2 separate regions of the Arachis hypogaea genome follow, and region 1 is linked to region 2. The links are chromatin contacts, called in public Hi-C maps. All regions are on one chromosome and are shown on one strand. Each heading gives the region's core, a stretch centred on a gene start, on an enhancer-like site or on the middle of the called end of the contact. The rest is flanking DNA. Distances are from core to core; before and after follow the strand shown. Region 1 holds the start of LOC112778850 (probable disease resistance protein RXW24L). Region 2 has its middle 9.2 kb from the start of LOC112778847.

The links. A called contact is a pair of places that touch in the nucleus more often than the background predicts.
Region 1: a Hi-C map of leaf shows a contact between it and region 2, with 4 times the contacts expected there. The contact joins the promoter of LOC112778850 here to the enhancer-like site in region 2. A contact is called at or near these places in 2 of 8 Hi-C or Micro-C datasets (leaf and an unstated tissue).

The regions. Positions count from the first base shown.
Region 1 is chr19:138,109,663-138,115,585 of arahy.Tifrunner.gnm2.J5K5, forward strand. LOC112778850 (probable disease resistance protein RXW24L) reads left to right here and starts at 3,762. Exons shown (of 2, transcript XM_025823128.3): 1 at 3,762-5,923. The coding sequence starts at 4,118.
Region 2 is chr19:137,875,903-137,881,568 of arahy.Tifrunner.gnm2.J5K5, forward strand. No RefSeq gene overlaps it. Among protein-coding and RNA genes, the nearest start is that of LOC112778847, 9.2 kb to the right of the region's middle. Within about 2 kb of position 2,154, at least 1 of the 3 cell types and tissues checked has open chromatin away from gene starts, as enhancers often do.

The DNA of each region.
Region 1 (5,923 bases), core at 2,512-5,011, 240 kb after region 2:
GGAAGAAAAAGATGGAAAAGAAGACTGTGAAGGTGAAGAAAGAGAGTATGAATGTTAGGGTTATGCGAGATATGATAAAAATTGGAGAAGAAAAGTGTCGTTTTTGAATAAAGGGGTCAAGGATCATTTTGTCCCTTGTTAGAGTTGTCGGGGATCATTTTGTCCCATGTTAGAGTTTTCAGGGACCATTTTGTCTTCCGTTAGAGTTGACGGAGCCAAGGACCTAAACGACTGACGGAATTAATTGTTAGGGACCAATCGAGTAATTAATTTTAGTTGGGGACCAAAATGTCTGGTTTAAAATTTTTTGAGGACCAAAATGGGTATATACTCATTAACTAATTTCCAAATTTAATGCTTACATTTATGTGTATTATAGTATTTTAAAATTTTAAAAGCTATTTTACCAAATGCAATTAATGTTGCTTTTGTTCATTAAAAGTTATTTTTAATTTGATTTACCAAACATAAATGTTACAACTTATAAAAAGTAAAAGCTTTACCAAACTAAGCCTAAGGGTGTTCGCGGTGTGGTTTGGATCGATTTTGAGTAAAAAAAAAAAACTCATCTGATCCGAATACTAAGTTTACTTGTGATGCAGTTTAGATTGGATGATTTTTTTTAAAAAACTTCGATCCGATCCGATTCAATTTCGAGCGGTTTGGATTGGAATGGATTTGCAATTTTATAAATTAAAAAAATTAAATATATATAACAAGTCTCAAATCAAATTTTAAATAACCAACAATGACATAGCAAGTCTCAACAATATTTTAAAAAACCAACGTTAACATAACAATAGAAATAAAATTATAAGTAAGTGAAAATAAATAAACGAGTATATACCCATTTTGGTCCTCAAAATATTTTAAACCAGACATTTTAGTCCCCAACTAAAATTAATTACTCGATTGGTCCCTAACAATTAATTTCGTCAGTCATTTAGGTCCTTGGCTCCGTCAACTCTAACGGAAGACAAAATGGTTCCTGAAAACTCTAACATGGGACAAAATGATCCCTGACAACTCTAACAAGGGACAAAATGATTGATAAACCCATATTTTATGATATATTTTGTTCCTAATTTAAGTGATTTATTCAATCATTCACTCACTTATTCATGTTAATTGCATAGTTTTACTTTCCCTTCCTTATTATGTGAGATATGTGAAAAACATGTTTCCTATGCTTTAAGAATAATTATTTTAATTACCCTTTATTACTATTCGATGTCGTGATTTGTGCGTTGAGTAGTTTCAGATCTTCTAAGGCAGGAATGACTTAAAGGATGGAAAGGAAATATACAAAAATGGAAGGAAAGTACAAAATGGAGTTTTTGAAGAAACTGGCAGCGACGCGAACGCGTGGACGACGCGGCCGCATGCCCAGCACGAAGAGAGCGTGACGCGAACGCGTGAATGACGCGAATGCGCCTCTTGAGCAGAACGCAGATGACGCGGACGCATGACCGAAGCGAACGCGTGATAAGGAAAACTCCAGATGACGCGACCGCGTGACCCACGCGGACGCGTGACAAAGGCCACGCACCAGAAATTACAGAAAACGCTCCCAGCGATTTCTGAAGCCCTTTTTGGCCCAAATCCAAGTACAGAAAGCACAGATTAGAGGTTATAAAGTGGGGAAATGCATCCATTCAAAAAAGGAGTCTCCAATTATTTACTTTTGATGATTTAGATGTAGTTTTTAGAGAGAGATTCTTTCCTCTCTCTCTCTTAGGATTAGGATTTAGGATTTTTCTTGCTTTCATGATTGTCCCTTTTTATCAGGTTCAACTTTTCTTTTTATTATCTTCTCAATTTAATTTATGTACTTTTCTATGTTACAGATAATTCTCTTAATTGATGTTATTTGAGGTATTTCAGTTTATGATTGCTCTCTTTTGTTTATGTTACTGTTACTTTCAACCTGAAGATATTTTTATTCGAGTAGATTTACTTTTCCCTTTTAGTCTTGGTTAAGAAATCAGTAACTCAGGAGTTATCAAACTCAACGTGATCAATAATTGTTATCTTTGCTAATTGAATTGAACTTCAATAATTCCAGTCCTTTCTTAGGAATTGACTAGAACCTGAAGATCATACTAATTAATCCACTTGATCTTCCCTTGCTTTAGTAAAGGCTAACTAAGTGGGATTAAGATTCAATTCTCGTCTCCATTGATAAGGATAACTAGGATAGGACTTCCAATTTCTCATACCTTGCCAAAAGTGTGTTTTACAGTTATTTATTTATTTTACTTGTCATTCAAATTACTTGTTCCTTACTTTCAAAATCCCCAATTTACAATCTTCATAACTAATAGTAAGAACAGCAGTTCCTTGAGAAGACGACCCAAGGTTTAAATACTTCGGTTATTAATTTTAAAGGGGTTTGTTACTTGTGACAACCAAAACGTTTGTACGAAGGAATTTCTGTCGGTTTAGAAACTATATCTACAACGCGACTATTTTTATAAAATTCTTTACCAGCAAAAATCCTAACGTCAATGATCCCTGGCCCCTTTATTCAAAAACGACACTATTTTTCTCCAATTTTTATCATATCTCGCATAACCCTAACATTCATACTCTCTTTCTTCACCTTCAGAGTCTTCTTTTCCATCTTTTCCTTCCTCCTCTTTAGCTCCAAGATTAAGTCATGGTGTAATTGTCACACGTGTCGCACCTACCTCAACATGTCATGGACCACACACTTCCTAAATCTTTGTGACTGATACATCCACCTCCTCTGCACTTCACCCACCAAAAGCATCTACTTCCACGTCTTTGATAACATCACCTCCAACCCCAACAACGTCCACGACATCCTCAAGACCAAGTTCCACAATTGCTCCAAGGGCACACCTTTCTCCACTCTCCGGCAAGCAATATAGATTGTTGGACATTAGGACATCATGAAAAGATTCTCCTTCGACATCATATGCAAATTCTCATTTGAAATAGACACTGAGTGCTTCATTCCTTCTTTTTCGGAGTCCAAGTTGGGAGACAGTTTTGACCTCGCATCCAAACTATTACAACGAGCAATGTCGCCGTTGTCGCTTATATGGAAACTGAAGCGATTACTGAACATTGGTTCGGAGAAGAAGCTGAAGGAACCGATGGTAGTGGTGGACAATGTGGTCATGGAGATGTTAGGGCAGAGGAGGAGGGAGATGGCAACGACGACGACAAGTCTTAACAAATCAGACTTGCTATCTAGATTCATGGGATCCATCGAAGACGACAACTAGTTGAGAGACATAAGCATTAGTTTCCTGAGTATGAATTGGTTGAGAACAAGTTGAGGATTTTTTTTTTTCTTGTGAACATTAAATTTATAGAGTGTGCATTGTGTAGTTTGAAGTTATAGTGTTAGACGGTTAGTGCTATGCGAGATATGATGGAAATTGGGAGAGAACAGTGTCGTTTTCGAACAGAAGAGATCAGGGTCCATTTTGTCCCCTGTTAGAGTTGTCAGGGACTATTTTGTCTTCCGTTAGAATTAACGGAGTAAAGGACCTAAGTGAGTGACGGAGTTAATTGTTAGGGACCAATCGAGTAATTAATTTTAGTTGGGGACTAAAGTGTCCAGTCTGAAATTTTTTGAGGACCAAAATGGGTATATACTCTAAATAAATAAATCACATTTTGAACATAAAATATTTATTAAATAATAATAATACATGAATAATATAAAAATATAACAAATTAAATATGTTATAAGTATAATTGTAAATATAATAATAAAATAATAATATTATAACACATTGTTCGATTTGGATTGAATTGGATCGGATCGATTGTGAAAAATAGATTCGAAAATCGATCCGATCTACGGTTTGTAAAAAATAGAATACAATTAAATCTAAATTAATACGATTTTAATCGATTTTCGATTTAAATTGAATTAAATGAGAAGTTTAATTTGAATCGGTTTAAATTTGAGCACCTGATCTAGACTCAGCATTCAGCATTGTTTCTTAACAGACAACTATATCACTTTTGATATGTTGATATGCTATCGAAAATGGCTAAACAGTAAACCCATCTTAACAAGAACAACAAAGTAAAGAGAGCTTGCATCTCTCTTGGATCATCGCCCCAAAACGTCAACATGGCCGCCGAGTTGACAATCGGTTTCGTTGGGGAGAACCTATCTAGATTGCTGATTCAAGAGTCAGCAGTGTTGGGCGGAGTAGCGAGCCATGTTGAGTCCATAGAGAAGGAACTTAGGCTAATGCAGCTGTACCTCGTTGAACGTGGAAGCTGGGAAGGCTTCGATGATTGGGTAGATAAGTTGAACGAAGTCGCTCTTGAGGCAGAGGATGTCATTCAAACCTTTGTCTTCAACTCAGTGAAGCGGAGGAGAGGGATTCACTATTTGTTTGTGAGATACAGAGTTGGCAAAGATCTGGACCGGATCAGCCGCAAGATGGGAGACATCTATCAATCTGAACCACGTAAGCAAGAGCAGATGGACAATTTGCGTGTGACCGTTGAATCTGAACCAGGAGAAACCTCAGCTCCCATGTTATCCCAAGCTATAGAACTGCTTTCTAACCTCATCAGTGAAAAGTTGGTTCTGCACTGGAACGTGATCAAGATGGTAGAACAAGCAAAAGATGAACTTGTGGCCATGCAAAGCATTGTCTCCAGTTTGAAATCAACAACTCAAAGAGAAGGCATCTGGTTGGAGGAAGTGAGGAGTATCTGTGATCTTACGGAAAATACTGTTGAGACCTTCATTGCCACAAGAAAGGATAAGGCTAGGTGTCGCCCTTGTTGGTTGTTTGCCCTGGAATGGAAATTTAAGAAGAAGATGGAGCATATCAATACACAAATTGGAGAAGCGCTTCACAGATCCTTGACTTACGGCATTGGCAAGGCAGATTTGGATTCTATAGGCGACAAAATAACAAGATCAGTGCATGTTCCAAACTTGACTTTGAGACGCGTGATACTTTCAAAAATCCCGTGCTTCATTTATTATGTTCTTTATCCCATCGCCACCGACCCTGAACTGAATTCCATACCGTTCTTCGTATTTGTTGTTTTCATGCAAGTTATCATATCTTTTCTGAATCCCAAAAAAAGGCTCGCAAAGAATCTCCCCAAGAAGAACAAATTTAAGAAATTAAAAATGTTAATTAGTCTGATGTTTATGTTTGCAATTGATTTAGCAATTTTCGTCTTCTCCGCAGTTTTCGGGTTGTGGGCAATGATACTTGAGTTTTGTTCTTTAATCGCTTCGGTTGTTATATGGGGTGTGTCATTGTGGAGGTCAACTGAGAGCAATTTGAAGTCAACCCAACGAGACTTGGCAATAATGGATGCATTATTCAGTGATATTGCAAGTGTGCAAGGCCTGAATAACAGACAGCAAGCATGGCTGGAGCAATTAAAATTGGTGGCTCAGAATGCTCGGTCACTTCAGGATGCTGTACATCAAGAGGGTGGATTTTTCAACAAACTTAAATTTGCGAATGACATCAATGGCTGCTTGTTTGAAATCCTTGTTGTCTTAGACAGGAAGAACATTTATGGCATTGCAAATATGGATGAAGGAAGTGGGCTAGTCTCATCGGGGCCAAGCATCCAAGTCCAAGAGGGAGAAACCAGCACTAGTGCGGTTCATGTTGATAACAATCATGATTTTGGCACCGAGAAGGATCCAATTGCAAAAGCTACGCCCTCATACCGACATGTCAAGAGTCTCAAACAGAGAGTCCGATCACTCCCGAGGGAAATGCAACTCATGAATGCTCTGTTTCAAGATGTACAAGAGATGGGGGAACTCAATGGAAGATCCCAAGTGTGGATTCAAGAAATGAAAGGCATTGCTCGTAAAATTGAAAATGTCATCCAAGAATATACTACTAATTGTAACTTGGAGAATGCACCAATCCACATCCGCATCATG
Region 2 (5,666 bases), core at 904-3,403:
GCCAAAACTCGTCAATTTGGCGGTGCGGGTTTGGCGGGTTTTTGTAATTTGGCGGGCTCCAAATCATAGTCCGACCCGCCTTTTTTAGCGGGTTTAGCGGATCGGCCCGGCGGACTCGACCCGTTTTGCCACCCCTACCTGCAATGATACTCCGACACCCAAGTCAGGAAGTACGCAGGCAGCTATGAGAGTAAGCGTGGTAGTGACGTACATTGGGGAGGGGTAGGACCCTCCCCATATATACCCTGTTAGTAGGGCAGGCTCTATAGGAGAGGTCTCCTCCTAGGAAGCTTCCTCTCCCAGCTGTCATGTGGTTGGCAGCAAGGGTGCAGGTGTCCAGGTCATGGACGGATGCGGGGCGCCCTATCGAGTCGGGTCGTCCCGTGCTTAGTACCGGGTCATGCCGTACAGGCTGGGTCAGGCCGTAACAGTGCCCCCAACGCGCCAGCTATGGCCGTGAGCACCATTGTTGGTGCGTTTTGCTCCTCTTCATGTGTGCTGTCACTTTGTCGGTCGCTCGTGATCGGGACGCGTCTTCTGCGCGCGTGTGAGCTTCTTCATTGCAGGAGTGCGCCGTTTCTCGCCTCGTTTTTCGTGTTGAGTATTTAATGCTCATAATGGGTGATTCAAAACCCTGTGTGAAATGACTGCTCTACCCTTGCCTTTCGCGCTTCTTGGGGGCAGTTTCCCTTTTTGTTTTCCATTCAGTTTCAACTTTCACTTCCTTACTATCATCACACTTCTTTCGCATTCTCCTTCTTTATTCCAAATTCCTTGCTGCAACTCTCTACCTCGTTCAAGTCTCCCCTAGTTTTTTGGCTTCTTCATGTCATTACCCTCATCCTGGTAAGTTCCCTTTTTCCTCCTTAATCTGGATATGCTTTCCTGTTGTTGTACGTCTTGCTTTTCTTTTTGCTTCGATTCTGCATGTGCACTTAACTGAGTGCTTGAATAGTTTTAGTTCATAGGTATTAAGGGGGTAACCATTTTAGGATTTTAATGCTTAAGCTCTGTTTTTAACCATAGATATAGGCTTTGTTTAACTGTAGGCAAACTGTAGCTTTCTGGTAGTAGTGCCGGCTTCTCGATCTCTTAGACTGACTTTGAGTGGTTCCCCATTGTAGGTATGGCCCAGCGTCCCGTCATGAGGGTCCCCGCCGCGAGAGCGCAGCCCTACGATCGATATGCTTGGGTGACTTCGGATGTGAAGGAATCCCCTAACCAAATGACCCTAGAGGAACTTACCGAGTTCTGACAAGCCGAGTATCTTTGCGGAGGGCGCGACGAGGAGGCCAATTATGCGGATTTTGTTCCTGCCGATAACGAACGGATATACCAACTAAACCTACACTCTCCCCGGATCCCTGATTGGATCTGGTTGTACAAACTATGTTTACTCGCCTGGGAGTTTGCCTCCCATTCTCCCCCTTTCAAATGGCGCTGCTTAATCGCTGCGATGTGGCATCATCTCAGTTGCATCCGAACAGCTGGCCCTCTATCCGCTGTTTCGAGATGGTATGCGAGTACCTAGAACTGCCGACCTCCGTCGAGGTGTTTTTATTTCTCTTTACGTTGACGAACCCCTCTAAGGAGGGGAGGGCCAAAAGGGGCTTCATGTCTTTCCGGTCAGCCCAGGGTCGGAGGATCTTCGGCCTGTTTGAGGATTCGTACCATGGTTTCATGGATAAGTATTTTAAGGTCTACCCAGTTGAGGGTCTACATCCCTTTTGGTTGACGTTGGAGGGGGAACGTCGCATCCCGACTTACTGGAGTTTCGGGGCGAGAGCTAACGCCTTTACTAAGATGACGTACAAAGGGTTATCTCCCGAGAACAAGAGGGTTGCCGACGCGTTGTTGGCTGTCTTTGGGAAGAATCACGTTAATCCCCATCTCCTTATGGGTGATCGGGACATGGCTAGGAGTTATATAAGTGAGTGGTCGCCTGGTTTCCTCGTGTTTATTGTTTGTATACTTGTTCGACCGGTTTACCGACTAACGACCTCTTTTGTTGTTGCAGTATCCATGGCTGGCACACAGGTTGGACTTGATGCCTTGTTCAACACCTTTCTCGCCAGTGGTAGGGATGATGACACCGCTACCCCCGACAACGAGGCGTATCCCCATGACACCGTCGAGGCGGGGGTTCAGTCCCAACCTACCCAGGGAGAGGTGATTGGGACCAGTGCTGGTTAGGGTCCCCGGCCAGAGATCGAGGTGGAGGTTGAGGGGCCGGAAGTGGTTGTCGTTGACAACCTGAAAAAGAGGAAACCATCGTCCACTCCTAAAGGAGTTCTTACAGTGATGGAAAAGAACTTCGACGCCGGGAACTTCATTGATTCCCAACTGCTCCCCGGCACGGAGGAATTCTTCTATGGCGGGGATCTCGCTTTGCAAGCCAGATGGATGTACCGTACGTACAAGGTTGAAGTCAAATCACTTCGGGAGCAGCTAGCTGATGCTGAGGAGAAGGTCAAGACCTCCGATGCTGCTGTGGCGCGGCTTACCGAGCGGGAGCTCACTTTGGAGGGTCAGCTCAACACTGTTCAAGACCGGGTGAAGGAGCTCGAGAAAGAACGCGACGAAGCTCTTTCGTCGGCAACCGCGGCCAAGAATGAAGCAGCTGATTTAAAAAAGAAGTACAAAGAAACCGTGAGGCAAGGTAAGAATGCCATATTGATGACTAAGGAGGCTCTCAAAGCTCAAGTAAAATTGCTGGCTCCCGACTTCGACACCTCCGCAGTTAGCGTCTTCAAGACCATCAAAGATGGTAAAATTGTTGATATGCTGAAGAAGTGATGTGGTCTTTTGTATTTTGGCTTTTTGTAATATGTAGATCTTTGAATGCTGCTTTAGTAAACTTGATTGCCGTTTTGTCGGTATAAAACGAGATGCTTGTTTCTTGCTTTGTCGGTAATCAATTTGCTTGCTGTTTTCTTACCGTCTTGTTGGTAATTAGCTATTCGCTTATACTTGTTTACCGCTTCGTTGGGGACTAGCTAAGCTAGACCATAGCTGTTTATTGCATTTTGCTGCTTAGTGGTTCCCGGGGTGATCAGCCCTGGGATACCTGATAAACCCCATTTGTAGGGTTTATCTTGTGATGAATTTAGAGCATTTTGATAACCTTTCCTCACATTTATTCAATGAAATAGCATGGTTTTATAACTTCTCCTTTAATTGTGCTCAAGAGTGAAAACATGCTTTTAGGTCTTAGAATAGCTAAATTTAATTTACCTTGATTCCATTAGATGCCTTGATATGTTTGTTAAGTGATTTCAGATTTAGGAGGCAAAGATTGGATCAAGGGAATGAAGGAAAAGCATGTAAAAATGGAGAACTCATGAAGAAATGAAGGAATCGCAAAAGCTATCAAGCCGACCTCTTTGCACTTAATCGACCATAACTTGAGCTACAGAGGTCCAAATGATGCGGTTTCAGTTGCGTTGGAAAGCTAACATTTGGGGCTTCGAAACGATATAAGATTTGCTATAGTTGCTACACGTATGGTAATGCGTACGCACACTATACGTGCACGCGTCGTTGCTGCCATATGATCCACTTAAAGCAATACGTGGCCAGCGAATTCTAAAGCCTTGTGGGCCCAATCCAACTCATTTTTGATGCTATTTGATCCAAGGATTGAAGAGGGATGAGACACCTAGTCATTAGTTTAGTTTTATTTTAGTTTTCACATGCTTTTAGTTAGTTTCTAGAGAGAGAAGCTCTCACTTCTCTCTAGAATTAGGAGTAGGTTAGATCTAGATTAGGAACTCTTAGATCTAGTTTAATTTCATGCTCTGATTTACTTTTCTCTTTGAAATTCTTCTTCTTCTATCTTTCCTCTTTCTAGTTTTGCATTTAATTCATGTAATTCTCTACTTTTATGTTGATGCACTTTTGTTCTTCTATTTCTCTTTCAATGCAATTTATGATTCATGTTCCTTTATTGTTGATTTGATTTGTTGTTGTTTAATTCCTTGCAATTGAGTAGTGTAGATTTACTTTCCTTGCTATTTTACTATGTTTTCCTTTTATGCCTTCCAAGTGTTTGATGAAATGCTTGGTTGGATTTTAGTATAGAATTTTCTCCTCTTGGCTTTGGTAGAGTAATTAGTGACGCTTGAGTTATCTAATTTCTTTGCTGATTGATAATTAGAAGTTGCTAATTGATTTGGATACCACTAAAGCTAGTCTTTCCCTTGGGAGTTGGCTAGGACTTGTGGAATCAAGTTGATTCATCCACTTGACTTTCCTCCATGATTAGAGGTTAACGAAGTGGTAGCAATGGATAATTTGTGGTCACAATTGAGGAGGATAACTAGGATAGGACTTCTAGCTCTCATACCTTGCCAAGAGCTTTGTTAATTGTTAGTTTATTTCCTTTGCCATTTATATTTCTTGCCTATTATTCCAAAAACCCCAAACAATACCTCATAACCAATAACAAGAACATTTGTTTGCAATTCCTAGGGAGAACGACCCGAGGTTTGAATACTTCGGTTTATAATTTTAGGGATTTGTTACTTGTGATAACCAAATTTTTGTATGAAAGGAATATTGTTGGTTTAGAAACTATACTTGCAACGAGATTTCAATTGTGAATTCTAGACCACACAAAAGTCCAATCATCAAAATGGCGCTATTGCCGGGGAATTGCAATGGTGTTATGTTATTGGTTATTGTATATATGTGAATATTGTGAATAGCTTGATTTTTGGATTTCTTGTTAGTTTTTGCTAATTTAGGATTTTGTTTCATTATTTTTTTATTAGTTTTTGAATTTTATTTTCTCTTTTCACTATGAATCTCACTTTGGCTATGAGTTTGGTTCTAACTATGTTGTAGGAAATGAGGGCTTCAATGACAACATGCACCAAGGTTGGAACCAACAAAGATGGGAGGAGCCTCAAGGAATTGATCACTCCTATTGGCAACAACCTCTGGATACTTATAGGTATAATCACCATCCTAATGCATGTCAATTCAATGGCTATGGTGAAACTTTATATGAAAATCAACTACCACCATCATATGCCTATGACTCTTATCCTCAACATGAACCTCAACCATTCTCACAAGTCTCTCATTACCAAACACCTTCCTATGATCCACATCCATCACATGACCAATCACCATACCATACTCTTATGACCATTATGAGCAAGAACCTTTGGAACCACCACAACCTTATCATGATTACTATCAAGAACCACCTCAATGCACACCATCTCCACACCCTTACCAAGAAGAACCATCTTCCTACTATGAACCCTTTCTCCAAAATAATGAACCCTCTTATCCACCCCAAGCCCCAATAGATGATTCTCTCACCCTGCTACTTCAAGGACAAGTGGATATGCAAAGGAACACCTTAGAGTTTGTAACTAACTTGACCAAGGTAGTGCATACTTTAGCCTACCAATGCTTGAACACTCAAGGTGCTCCCATGGCTATATGTGAAGAATCAATTGAAGATCATAGCATGAAGGAGAGATTGAAAACTCCGGTGGAAAATGAGGGATGTCACTTTGTGTTAGAACAATTGGAGGAGCCTATGATCATTGAAGAAAAGGAAGAAGTGGTTGAAGATTTAGGAGATGTTGAAAGTCCATGGGAATATAGCATCATGGAGCACTCTTCCAAGAAGCTTGATATTGATGTTGAGG